Regions from separate parts of the Zea mays genome. Here all the other regions are linked to region 3. A link is a contact called in public Hi-C data. All regions are on one chromosome and are shown on one strand. Each heading gives the region's core, a stretch centred on a gene start, on an enhancer-like site or on the middle of the called end of the contact. The rest is flanking DNA. Distances are from core to core; before and after follow the strand shown.

The links. Hi-C and Micro-C count contacts between places; a contact is called where the count stands out from the background.
Region 1: a contact with region 3 is called in a Hi-C map of endosperm, with 2.7 times the contacts expected there. The contact joins the promoter of LOC100281883 here to the promoter of LOC100285777 in region 3. A contact is called at or near these places in 2 of 25 Hi-C or Micro-C datasets (endosperm and leaf).
Region 2: a Hi-C map of tassel shows a contact between it and region 3, with 4 times the contacts expected there. The contact joins the promoter of LOC100280702 here to the promoter of LOC100285777 in region 3. A contact is called at or near these places in 3 of 25 Hi-C or Micro-C datasets (bundle sheath, ear and tassel).

The regions. Positions count from the first base shown.
Region 1 is chr10:55,422,537-55,426,558 of Zm-B73-REFERENCE-NAM-5.0, forward strand. It overlaps LOC100281883 (CONSTANS-like protein CO8), which reads right to left and starts at 2,406. Exons shown (of 1, transcript NM_001154803.1): 1 at 1,009-2,406. The coding sequence starts at 2,317. The coding sequence ends at 1,481.
Region 2 is chr10:55,393,612-55,397,740 of Zm-B73-REFERENCE-NAM-5.0, forward strand. LOC100280702 (ATP binding protein) reads left to right here and starts at 2,301. Exons shown (of 11, transcript NM_001408179.1): 1 at 2,301-2,856; 2 at 2,955-3,046; 3 at 3,523-3,641; 4 at 3,776-3,897; 5 at 3,989-4,129. The coding sequence starts at 2,685.
Region 3 is chr10:56,101,967-56,106,046 of Zm-B73-REFERENCE-NAM-5.0, forward strand. It overlaps LOC100285777 (LHT1), which reads left to right and starts at 2,019. Exons shown (of 7, transcript NM_001413989.1): 1 at 2,019-2,174; 2 at 2,294-2,481; 3 at 3,123-3,909; 4 at 3,990-4,080. The coding sequence starts at 2,294. LOC100304039 (a long non-coding RNA gene) reads left to right here. Exons shown (of 4, transcript XR_560079.4): 2 at 38-102; 3 at 197-343; 4 at 517-828.

The DNA of each region.
Region 1 (4,022 bases), core at 1,156-3,655, 680 kb before region 3:
TAAATATTGTACATCTTGATGATTTATACAACTAGTACAAAACTTTTTTATTTAGATTAATTTACTACTTTAATGTCAAAAATAGACTTTGTCTAGTATAAAAAAACACACAAAGAAGCTCTTTGCCTAATATTGGAAAAAAACCATTCGGTAAAGAAACTCTACTGCAAATTGAAGATAAGAGGTCGAGTATACACAGATGCTATTAAATATACTCTAATGTCGTCATAACAAAAATTACTAATAGAATAAAGATGAAGGAAGAATATTCCTAATACTGATTCCTCATATGGAAAACATCCCACAAACCCAAAACAGACAGACATCCTCGTCTAAAAGCAACTACACAATGGACTAGTGATCATGTCGCGCCACAAATAAGTAGGAAAACTTGAGCCATTAGTCATGAAAGCGACTGCGGCATCTTCATAATAACAAATCACATAGGATTTATTATCCTAGCGCAGATGATAGCACCGCGAAAACTACATGTGAACAACTACATGCACAAACCTTATTCGGACGGCTACATGTGTGATATCTTAAAAGTTGCATTAATCACCTATTTTCAACAGTGCAAAGTGCCTTTTATTTACACCGCAAATCCACACACGTTTATTTTATATCAGCAAATTTTTTTTTGCGAACTACGCGATTTCCAGTTTCCACTACTACAATCCTGAATTCACAGGGAACAAAATCCGTCAGAATTGTTACAGAACCTATATGGTTGGGCACAGTATAAAATCTGCATCATCACTTCAAAAGTAGTGTGGTGTAGCATCCAGAATTGTTTGTTGTAATGATGCCATAAAAAAAACTGTAGCTCGCTGCCGGTGGAGCCACCGAGCCATCAAAAGCATCCTCGTCGTCATTGGAGAAATAAAATAGCAATACATACTTCTACTACAATTGTTCGACACAACACATTAGTGGCATAAGATTATTGGGACCACCATATATGGAATTAATCAACTTGGATAGAAAGTCAAAACACTGAAACCATGTGGATGAACAGCTGCATAAGCTATATGCTCCATATATAGATTAACCAAACCCACTTCCTGATTGGCCCATCAAAATCCCCTTTTATTCCGATCATCTAAGAGCTTGCTATGGAAGCATGGATGGCAGATTTCCACCACAACTATATTGTTAGCCCCAGTAAAGCGATGACGATGAGCCAACGCAGAATTTGATAGACAACCCAGTAAAGTTGTATCTTACAAGACACAATAAATCCCCTAGTTCGTTCACCAACTGGTGATGACCCATCGAAATTCCGCGCCATCATTTAAAAATAGCGATGGCGGAATTTCACCACGGATGCTGCTCACATGAATGACGAGACGACACGACACAAACGAGAAGGGCGGTTGCTTAACTTGCTTCAAACTGGGCGAACGCCACCGCCAGAAGCCCAGAAGCGCTGCCCGCTGTGATGCGAGTGTGACCCCTAAATTTTCAAGGCACAAACTTTCTAGAAGCTTGGCACGACCCCGTAGGCCCCGGCGTCCACGAAGAAGCCGTCCCTGGCGTCGTCGGAGAAGGAGAGCCAGAACTTGGCAGCAGCGTCGATGCTGTCCGATGTGCCGGCACCCGAGGAGGAGGAGGAGGAGGTGCCGGCGGCGCGCTTGACAAAGCGGCCCTTGATCCTGGGCCGCGCCTCGGCATAGGCCTTGCGGGACGCGTAGCGGATGGTCTTCTGGAACTTGCGCCTCTCGCGCTTCTCGCGGTACCTCTGCACCCTCGCCTCCCGCTCCGCCGCCGCCGCGGCGACCACGGCGGCGCCCGGGACGACGACAGCGGGCGACCACGTGGCCGTCCATGCGGCGGCGGCCAGACCGGGCTGCGCCCACAGAGGTGCAGCGCCGTGATGGACGACGGGCGCCACGCCGTCCGGCAGGTAGCCGCCGCCGCCCGTGACACAGGCAGCGAAGTCGACGTCGGACAGCAGGTCGAACAGGCCCCTGCCCTCCGCGCCGCTGTCGCCGGTGGTGAAGCTCGCCGACGAGCTCCCGTTCTGGGGGCTTCCCTGCCCCTGCGCAGGCGCCGACGCCCACGACGACGCCGCGTCGATGTCGTCGGGCGCGAAGAGGTCGTCGTCGTACACGCCGGATGCAGCAGTCACCATGGAAAGGGGCACGCGCTCGTGGCGCGACGCCAGCAGGTTCGCAGCGTGCACAGCGGTGTCGCAGGGGCTGCAGAGCGCCGCAGCGTCCGCCGCGCAGTACACCACCGCGGCGCCGCCGCAGACCGCGCACGCGCAGGCGGCTCCCCCAGCCGCTGGGCTTGTGCTGCCTTCGCTTCTTCCCATCTCTCCTTCTAGTTTTTTTTTTCTTCTTCTGGGCTTGCCTCAGCTTTCTTGAGCTTCTTTGTGTTTTGCTTGTGCTTGCGTTTGTGTTTTTGAGTGCGAAATGGCAGTGAAGCTGCTGAGCTGTATTAATAGGGGGAGGGAGATGAAGTGATGAAGCCACCGGGGACGAGCGGGAGGCGGGGAGCTTAGCGCGAAGGTGGAGTTGGTGAATCGGTTAAGTGGACACGTGGAGCTCTAATGGCCGCGAAAACTTTGGCTGAGGACGACCAAGATCGTGTAATTTAGAGGGAATTGGTAGGTGTACTATGGTAGGCACCCTTGTTCCCTTGCCAAACCATCCAGGTCTGCACTTGTTACAGTGTGACCTCTTGACATTAATTTCTGACATGACATATTCCTTCTCTTCTACATTACTTAGAGCAACTACAGTAGTTCTCTAAAATACTCCTTAAATCAATAATTTAGATAGTTAACCTAAAAACTCATCTCCAACAGCTCTCTAAATAAACTTTCTAAATTTAGTCACTTTTCATCTAACCTTATTTCCTACCTACATTTAGCAACCACTTACCAACTCCCGAAACATAAAATCTGGCATACTTCTTTTAGTTGGACGTCTTTTCCACATTCTGAGTCCATGCGTCAGCTGTTGGTGATGCACAATTGCAGCACCTAGTAAGTTAGAGATTAAACAATTAATAATGTAACTGTTGCACATGCACATGTTGAGAATAAACAATTGTGGCAACAAATCAAAAGGACAACACAACTCACCATGTTGGATCAGTTTGCTGACGAGGTCACAATTTTGAGATCGAGTTGCAGAAGGGAGATGAAAACAAAAGGAAAAATGGCTAATCACACTCAAATTGGTGATATGACAAGTTTTAACATATTTAGGAAGTAATATATAGAGAACTGTTGGAGGAGATAAGTTTTTTTGTTTCCTATATTATTTGAGTACTTGCTAAATCTCAAATTTAGGTAGTAGAAATATACATAACTATTGGAGCTGCTCTTATAGGTCATTTGTCTTTGCCCATACGAGAAATTTTACAGTTCTCGGAAGAAGAAAAACTAGAGCTATCTATTTTAATAGATCTAATAGTTTAAAATAAGAAAAAAAAACAGTAACATACGGGCAAAGAACTAGTTCCAGATTTAGTTCGAAAGGTATATATCATAGTACATTCACGGATTCAAGAGCTCCTCATCTCCCATCTTCTCTGTTCTTCGCACACGCCGCCAGCCACCCGATGACACCACGCCGCCGCCGACCAATGCTAGCCCGAGTAGAAATCCGCGTCCCCAACTCGTGCCGTCCAACCATGGACGGTACTGGAGCAGTGGCTGCGGGCTTAGGTTGGGTGGCGGCAGGACATGCATATGCAGCTCCCTATCTCGGTCTCTAAAAGATGTGCGCAGCCCGTTTTTGGTGTCAAATTGGTTTCATTAACTTCGCCATGTGATATTTTTTTCTGAAATACATGCATTTATTGAACTTGAACGAGCCAATATACATATTTTTGTAACAACTCCATCGAAGTTAGAAAGACTTAACTTCGAACAGAAGTCAAGGTGAACTATAATTTAAACTGGATACAGTATAAGGCAAGAGTTACTCCTAGATATCACGTGCGGCATGATGCTTGGATACAATTTGGAATTTTTGAGCATCGTTCCTTTTTTTAGTACCTAGAACTAT
Region 2 (4,129 bases), core at 1,051-3,550, 710 kb before region 3:
GTTTGAATCCCGAACAAGTCAAACTTCTTCTCAATTTTTTCCAATCCCATCTAATCCATGCGTATTGGGAATAACCGAACAAGGCCTCAGTTGGTGAACCAGCCTAACTGGAAAATAATTTGGTAGACCTATGTAGTCTCTCACATAACTAGTGAGAAAACTACCTGTTTGCCAGCAGCATGTACCTGATTTGTATTCTTTACCGATGCCACCCGTTTAGCCAAGCTGTTATACGAGGATGTAGCAGCTGAAGGGGGTAAACCATCCTGGCCAGTTTTGTTTGCATAGTCGGCCATATCTTTTATCCTTTTGCTTGTTTGATGGAAAATTGGATGAACTTTATTGGAGATTTCTTCACTCATCTTCCCCAGCTTGTCCTCATTCTATTTGTTGCACCAAACATGCGGTAATTTGCACTGTTGCATCAACATTCTCAGCAAACCAGCTCGAAATAGGAGGCAAACTGGACTAGCCAGTTTTTGCGAGCTCAATGCATTGCCAGCCGACACAGATCGACGCAGGTAAACTGGCCAGGCCGATCCTGGGTCAGTGACTCAGTGAAAATAGTCGGGCCGTTTTGGCAGGGGCAAGATAGCCCAATCTCCTTGTTAGCATATTTTACGTGTCAACAATATATAGATAAATAGATAGACGTAGTGATCTTACACCTAACGCTCACGAGTGGGCCTTTAACATATACTACAATATATCCATTGGACTTGGACGGGTAGAAAAGCTCAATTCAGGCCTCGTAAATGTCCCCCCCCACTCCACGTAGGGGGAGTTTTGGGATGAAACAGCCATCTAAGAGCATCTCCAACAACGTGATCTATAAAAATGCCCTATAATTTGAAAATAAGTATATTTTATAGAATTTAGGACACCAACAAAACACCTCGCTCCAACAGTAAAGCTCCAAATCTAGATTATAGGGCAGCCCACTACGGTGTAGTATATTTGAGTCACTTGAGAGAGTACCCTATAGTTTTTTGACAAAAATTTATGAAATAGGACACTGTTGGAGTAATTTTTCCTATTTAGAGCCCCATATTTTAATTTGAGGCATTAGTTTGAGGCATTGTTGGAGATGCTCTAACTCTCCCAAAAGCTCCCCCATATAGTGGAAGAAAGAAGACTCATTATATATGTGATGAGCTCTAATCTTCTTATATATGTTAATTACGTTATTATTATGCTATATTAATTTATTTTGAGTTATTTAATATGATAATAATGTGTGTTACAACAGTATAAATAGTCTATGATTTTTTTAAAACTTTAAAAACTGATGAAAAAATATCAAATAACTTAATTATAATATATATGGGAAACTCGATATGGCGAATGATTGGATATGTCATGGTTGATGATGTAGTAAAATATAATAGAAAGTACAGATATTAGAGAGAAATGTGGAGGAAATGGTTGACATATCCACTAAACCTGAACGGGTGTAGGTTATTTTCTATCCACCCGTCTAGGCAACCAAATGCATGAATGGGCATCCAGATTGGATATGTTCTCCTCTCCCCTTTTCAGTGCACTTGTAGTGGGTAATAAGGCTTTTGCGTGTTCTCAAGAAATAATTGTAGCTAGCTAGTTGCCGTATACTTTTTCCGTACATGTATTCAGCCTTGTTAGCTAGACAATAGGTGGTAGACTGTTGGGTGTTCGATCGTAGTAATAGGGATCCAAACAGCCTAGCTAATAGTTTAAATATTAGCTACTTTTAGCAAATTAGTTAATAATTAGCTAGTTATTTTTTAACTAGCTAATTCACTAGCAATGTTTTAACCAACTAACTATTATTTCTAGTGTATTCAAACACTCTTAGGTATTGTTGTTGATGTAACGTCTCAAGCATATATACTTTTTTTATTTACCAAGCTATTGTAGAATAACACATCATGGAAATAGTCTATTAGTCAAAGACTCCAATTAATCCCCTCTCCGTCGCTGGACATGTTCATCTTCAACTACTAAATTAGCTTACATACTGACATAGCTATACGTGTATAACCAATTATTATATATATCTCTAATTGTTGTTATTCTGACCAAGACGCCAATTACCTACTCCTGCATTCTATAATTACTTATACGAACACAAGCAAGTACCACGTTGACCCTCTCTCTCTCTCTTCGTAAGCAGAACCAGTTTAGAGAAGCTGTCACTGTAACTCTGTAGGGCAGATCAGATCGTATACAGTGGAAGATCCCATCAGAATCGTTCGAGCAGCAGTCCAGTCCTATTAGTCCTAGGTTGTGGCAGTTGGCACGGTGCGTCGCTGCTCCGATCCCTCCCTACCTATCTTTGTACCCTGCACGCATCTTCTGTCCTAAGCAACAACCCCATTTTTGTAGTGCCGCCATGGCAGGGCAGCTCTCTCTCTCATGGTGGTGGTCGCCCACGGGCCAGTCAGCGACCGTGCTAATGGAATGGCCATCACTGCCTCCAACTAACTAACCACCTTTTCAGTGCAGGCCACTGCGTGCGCCACTGCCATACCTATCAGCATGCATGCAGAGCTTCCACCCGTCACCTACAAATCCCTGTCGCTGTCCTCGCCATCGCCGTCGCTCGTCGTCGTTGTCATCGCCAAGGGTGTCGGTGTGGCTGTGTCGGCCACGGCCAGCTAGAGCTGTGACCTGGGAGTGGGAGGGTTGGTGCCTATAGGATCGTCATGGACACCATCGAGGAGTGCGGCGACGGAGGCCGCCACCTGCTGCTGGGCCTCGGCACCAGGATACTCGTCGGCGTGCCGGACAACTCCCGCGGCTGCTCCGAGCTGCTGTCGTGGGCGATCGGCGCCGTCGCCAAGCCCAGCGACTCCGTCGTCGCCGTGCACGTCCTCGGTAATTAGTCGATCCACCATCACCCGCTTTCTTGTTTCCGCTGCTCTGCTTGTGCCTGCCCATCAGGTGTCCATGCCTCTCTCTGTCCTGTCATGCAGGAGGGAGGGGGAGGAAGCGGAGGCTGCAGAAGGCCAACGCCTTCGTCATCTACATGCTCGGCGAATTCGTCAAAGCTTGTGAGGCCAAGCAGGTGAAAGAAACTGAACTTTTTTTTGTCAGGCTTTGCCGATCTCTTGTTCCTCTGTTTGTTGAACTCAGTTCAGGTGATGCCAGAGCCAGACTTAGGTTCTAAGTACAGTAGCATCTTTTTTCTGTTTTTTTTTTTGGAGTGTCTTCCATTTGTTTCGATGCGGGAGCTTGGAAGCCAAGCTTGTGCATAATTGCTAGTTGGTGTTCTTTTCTGTCAGGTTTTGTCATATCTTTGTAGCTGCTACCCCAGTTAGGTGAAGTAGAGCTTTTGGATCATGATATGATATGATGGGGCCATGCTCTGAGTCTGTCCTTTTTTTGCTGTCATGCTCTCTCGTCTACTACTGCCCGCTTTCTTTCACCGGTTGGTAGTCTTGTAGCAGTATTGGGAACAATGTAGTATGGTTAGGAGTGACAATCATGTTAATTAAGTAAGTTGGATTCGGAGACAGGCCTGTAACTTTCTTACCTTTTTAGATTAATTTGGAGGCCAAGGTGATATGCAGCTCAAACATTGGGAGAGCCCTGACCCAAGAAGCTGCACTGACTGATGGGAACATCCTCATTGTTGGGAGGTCAAGAAATGCGTACCATAGGTAGTCTCGACAGTCTGATTCAACTTTCATGTTCAAATGGTCCCGAACTGAATTTTCTAAAAGAAAAAAAAACATTTTTCGATTGTCAGTTCGAAGCCTAGAAAATATTGATCTTACAATTATGACCATAACAGGAGCCATTTCGAGATTGCAAACTACTGCTTCATGCATGCTCCAAAAAACTGCTCGGTGATCGCTGTTGGAAGGCAAGGCGTAGCACAGAGTAGTACTCGGTTGAGACCTCGGTCATTTGATGGTAAGATCGCACACAATGTCAGAGTGCATTTTTTTCCCTCAGATGCGCAATAGACCTGTTTTTTTGAAACCGATTGTTCTGAAACTGAAAGTAGCAGATAGCACCATCTCCTCAAGCTCAACATGGAGCAGGAGATTCCCGCCGCTTCAGAAGCTGCTCAGAACAAACTCGACACGGAAGCTGGCTCAGTCCGACGACAAGAGCTCGCCGAGAGCAGTTCTGGACGGCCCAG
Region 3 (4,080 bases), core at 769-3,268:
GTTTTCAGATTTTGATTCACATTTGTGTTTGTTTTAGGGCATACAAGATGACGATGGTATGAAGACTATCTCATTTCCAAAAAGCTTTGTGCAGAGCAACTAGTAATATACGTTGCAATTTATTAGTTGTATTTAATACTTTAATTATGGCTAGTAAGAATGTAAGCTGCTTATGTACATTTGTTTTCTTGTTCAGGTGCAATGCAAGTGTTTGGTGCTTTTGGTTGATAGAAGCTGCTGGATGCTTTTGGTATTTTTGAAAGATGCAAGTCGTGCTTCTGGTTGATACTTAGAAGTTGGTGGTTCAAAACTGAAAAACCTGTCAGGCTGTCACTTGCTTTTGGTATTGTTATGCTTATATATGATGTTATGCACTTATGCAGTTCAGCATGTTTGCTGCCTGCCTGCTTGCTGCTCAGCTGCAGCCTGGAGGCTGGTGCTTATCTGAGAGTACTAAGTTATCTGATGTGATCTGTAAAACTTACTCAGTTCTTGTCAAACTTAATCTGTTAACAGGTTTCTTGTCAAACTGCTGGGCGCCTGAACACTGCTGTGCACCGTACGTCAGGCTGTCCTCATGCATCTGTTAACAGATCTTTTGTCCTCTGCTGCTTAGACTGCTTTATGAAATTTGAAATGTGATGAGACTTATGCCTTATGGTGACTGGTGATAGCTTATTAGATTAGAGTATCATACTTTTGGTCATGGTCTTATGGAATATGGAATGTGATGGGATCATTGGACCGCATGGTATGGGTCATGGATGTGTAAATAAATTATAATTTCATTATTTCATCTCTCGTCTATTAAGTATTAACAGTTTATTACTGTGTTGTCTATCTTGTGACCTGAAAATAGCTTCAAATCTGTAACTTATGCTTGCTGGCAACCGAATCTGTCACCTGGGCGCAGTGGTGGCCCTGAGGATGCCGCAGAGGGACGGTTGCCCTGGGCCTCCGAATTCATAGGACCCAATTCTAATCATGTGATTCAATAACCTATTAATAAAGTAATGAATATCTAAACATGTTAGAAGAAAATTTTAAAGTGCATATATCCTTTTATTTACTTATTATTTGACATAAATATTTTTAGATGTATTAAAAATGTTTAATTAGTAACATTTATATATTAAAAATAATTTGAATGATCTCTATTTGAAACCTTCTCCCGAGCCCCTAAAATGTTAGGACCGCCACTGCCTGGGCGGCACAGTCTAGGTGGCACAGTGGCTCGTGAGCCTTGTTCGAGCTAAGCCGACCCGGTTATCCCAGCTCGTCGCACTGCCGAGCCAAGCCGGCTTGTTTCCAGCTCTAATCATACACATATACTAGCTAGCTATATCTTGATATAGCTATATTTTGATGTGCGGTCAAGATATAGCTAGCTAGTATAAGTGCATGATTCGACGGTGGAGAGAAGACTCTTGACTCTTGAGACACGTTTTTCCACAAGAAGACGCATACGCAATTCCTGAACCCTGAGTCCCTGACGACGACACATCATCGATCAGGTTTGAGCTGACTTATCTTCGGTGTGTGAAAGCGTAAAAAAGCAATATATATAACTTCTGAACAATGGACGGCGCCGCGGTGAACCACACAGGTGTCCTTTCCCTGCTTCCAAATTCTCGGCACGACATACACAAGCCCAGTACTGGTACTGCCATACGTACGTACTAGTAAAAAAATGTACACGTAGTTGACAAATCAAAACCACACGTGTACCACGTTAGGCTTTGTTCGTTTCATCCCTAATCCATGGGGATTGAGGGGGATTGGAGTGGATTGAGGAGGATTTTGACTTGTAGGGGATTCAATCCCTCTCAATCTCCATAGATTTGATAAAAACGAACAGGGCCTTAATGATACAGTACACAGTATTATTATTATTATTATTATTATTGATAATAACTCGGAGAGAGAGAATATGTACGTAGCGGTATACGCGCTGCCACCGAAACTAACTCGGCTACTTATGTGCTGTTAGCTAGGCCATCGATCGGGTGGATCGGAAACCAGCTGACGCTGAGTCGTCTTTCTCGGCAGCAGGACCCGCCGCCGCCTCCTCTCCATCTCTCTCTCTCTCTCTCTCGCCATATCGATTCCATTGGGGACGCAAGCACCGCCCCAGACCCAGAGCTTCTCTTCTCAAAAGGTGCGCGTACGACGTAGTACGTGCAGTGCGGCGCCTTCTTCTCGATCTCTCTCTCTTACCAAGGAAATCGATCTCTTACATGATCTATAGGGGGCTGGGGGCGTCAATAACATACATATAAAAACTCGCATGCAGATGCAGGAGCAGGACGTGGACGATGGCGGCGGCAGGACGACCCAGCAGCAGGAGAAGTCGATCGACGACTGGCTCCCTATCAACTCCTCCAGGAAGGCCAAGTGGTGGTACTCCGCCTTCCACAATGTCACCGCCATGGTCGGCGCCGGCGTGCTCGGCCTCCCCTACGCCATGTCCGAGCTTGGCTGGTACGTATACTTCATGTCACGAATCCTAAATCCGGCTTCCGATGATGATCGATTCGACCTCAATACAAGCTAAGAAGATTGATGAGATAAGAAAAATCCAGATTTTCTTTCCCCCACCCTGATTGGTGCCGGGAAAAAAAATCTCAAGTTAGCTTGTTGTCTCTTTCCGGTCCTTATGTTTATGTCTCATGACTTGCCTCTTTTTTTTTTGGTCTAGTAGTCTCATGTGTGTTAATTTGCGCTGTTGGGCCGATTTTGTCTAGACGATGTGACAGTTACAAAAGTAACATGATAGGTACATGAACAAAAACCTGAATACCGGTCACACCCGATAAGTTAAATACACGTCATGATGTATACCTATAATTTGAGAGTATATACATGAATATTTGGCATCTATATCATCATATATATGCACGTCATGATGACTATCATATTTAATAGGGTTTTTTAAGTTGGTGCTCTCAGTTTGTATCGTATATAGTAACATGTGGACTACAATTAATTAAAATACGATCCTTTTATCAACAGCTGAATAAAGTGATTCAATTGTACGAGCGATTAACTCGTTGTCAGATAAAGATTATTAGGGGGTCACGGGCAGATAAATGGTTCATTGTTGATTATTGGCGTGCACACAGGGGCCCTGGCATCGCGGTGATGATCCTGTCGTGGATAATCACCCTATACACGCTATGGCAGATGGTGGAGATGCACGAGATGGTGCCTGGGAAGCGGTTCGACCGGTACCACGAGCTCGGGCAGCACGTCTTCGGCGACAGGCTGGGCCTCTGGATCGTGGTGGCGCAGCAGCTGGCAGTAGAGGTGAGCCTGAACATCATCTACATGGTCACCGGCGGCCAGTCCCTCAAGAAGTTCCACGACGTCATCTGCGACGGCGGCAGGTGCGGCGGCGACTTGAAGCTCTCCTACTTCATCATGATCTTCGCCTCCGTCCACCTGGTCCTCTCCCAGCTCCCCAACTTCAACTCCATCTCCGCCGTGTCGCTCGCCGCCGCCGTCATGTCGCTCAGTTACTCCACCATTGCGTGGGGCGCGTCGCTGCACAGAGGGAGGAGAGAGGACGTGGACTACCACCTGCGCGCCACGACCACCCCAGGGAAGGTGTTCGGCTTCCTGGGAGGCCTAGGGGACGTGGCGTTCGCCTACTCGGGGCACAACGTGGTGCTGGAGATCCAGGCCACCATCCCGTCCACGCCGGACAAGCCGTCCAAGAAGGCCATGTGGAAGGGCGCCTTTGTCGCCTACGTCGTCGTCGCCATCTGCTACTTCCCCGTCACGTTCGTCGGGTACTGGGCCTTCGGCAGCGGCGTCGACGAGAACATCCTCATCACGCTCTCCAAGCCCAAGTGGCTCATTGCCCTCGCCAACATGATGGTCGTCGTCCATGTCATTGGCAGTTACCAGGTACGTACGGTACAAACATTTCACTTCTCCATATCCAAGTCACATACACTCCATATCCATGTCATTGGTTGTCGGTGCAGGTTTATGCCATGCCGGTGTTTGACATGATAGAGACGGTGCTGGTCAAGAAAATGAGGTTCGCTCCGAGCCTCACGCTCCGTCTTATTGCCC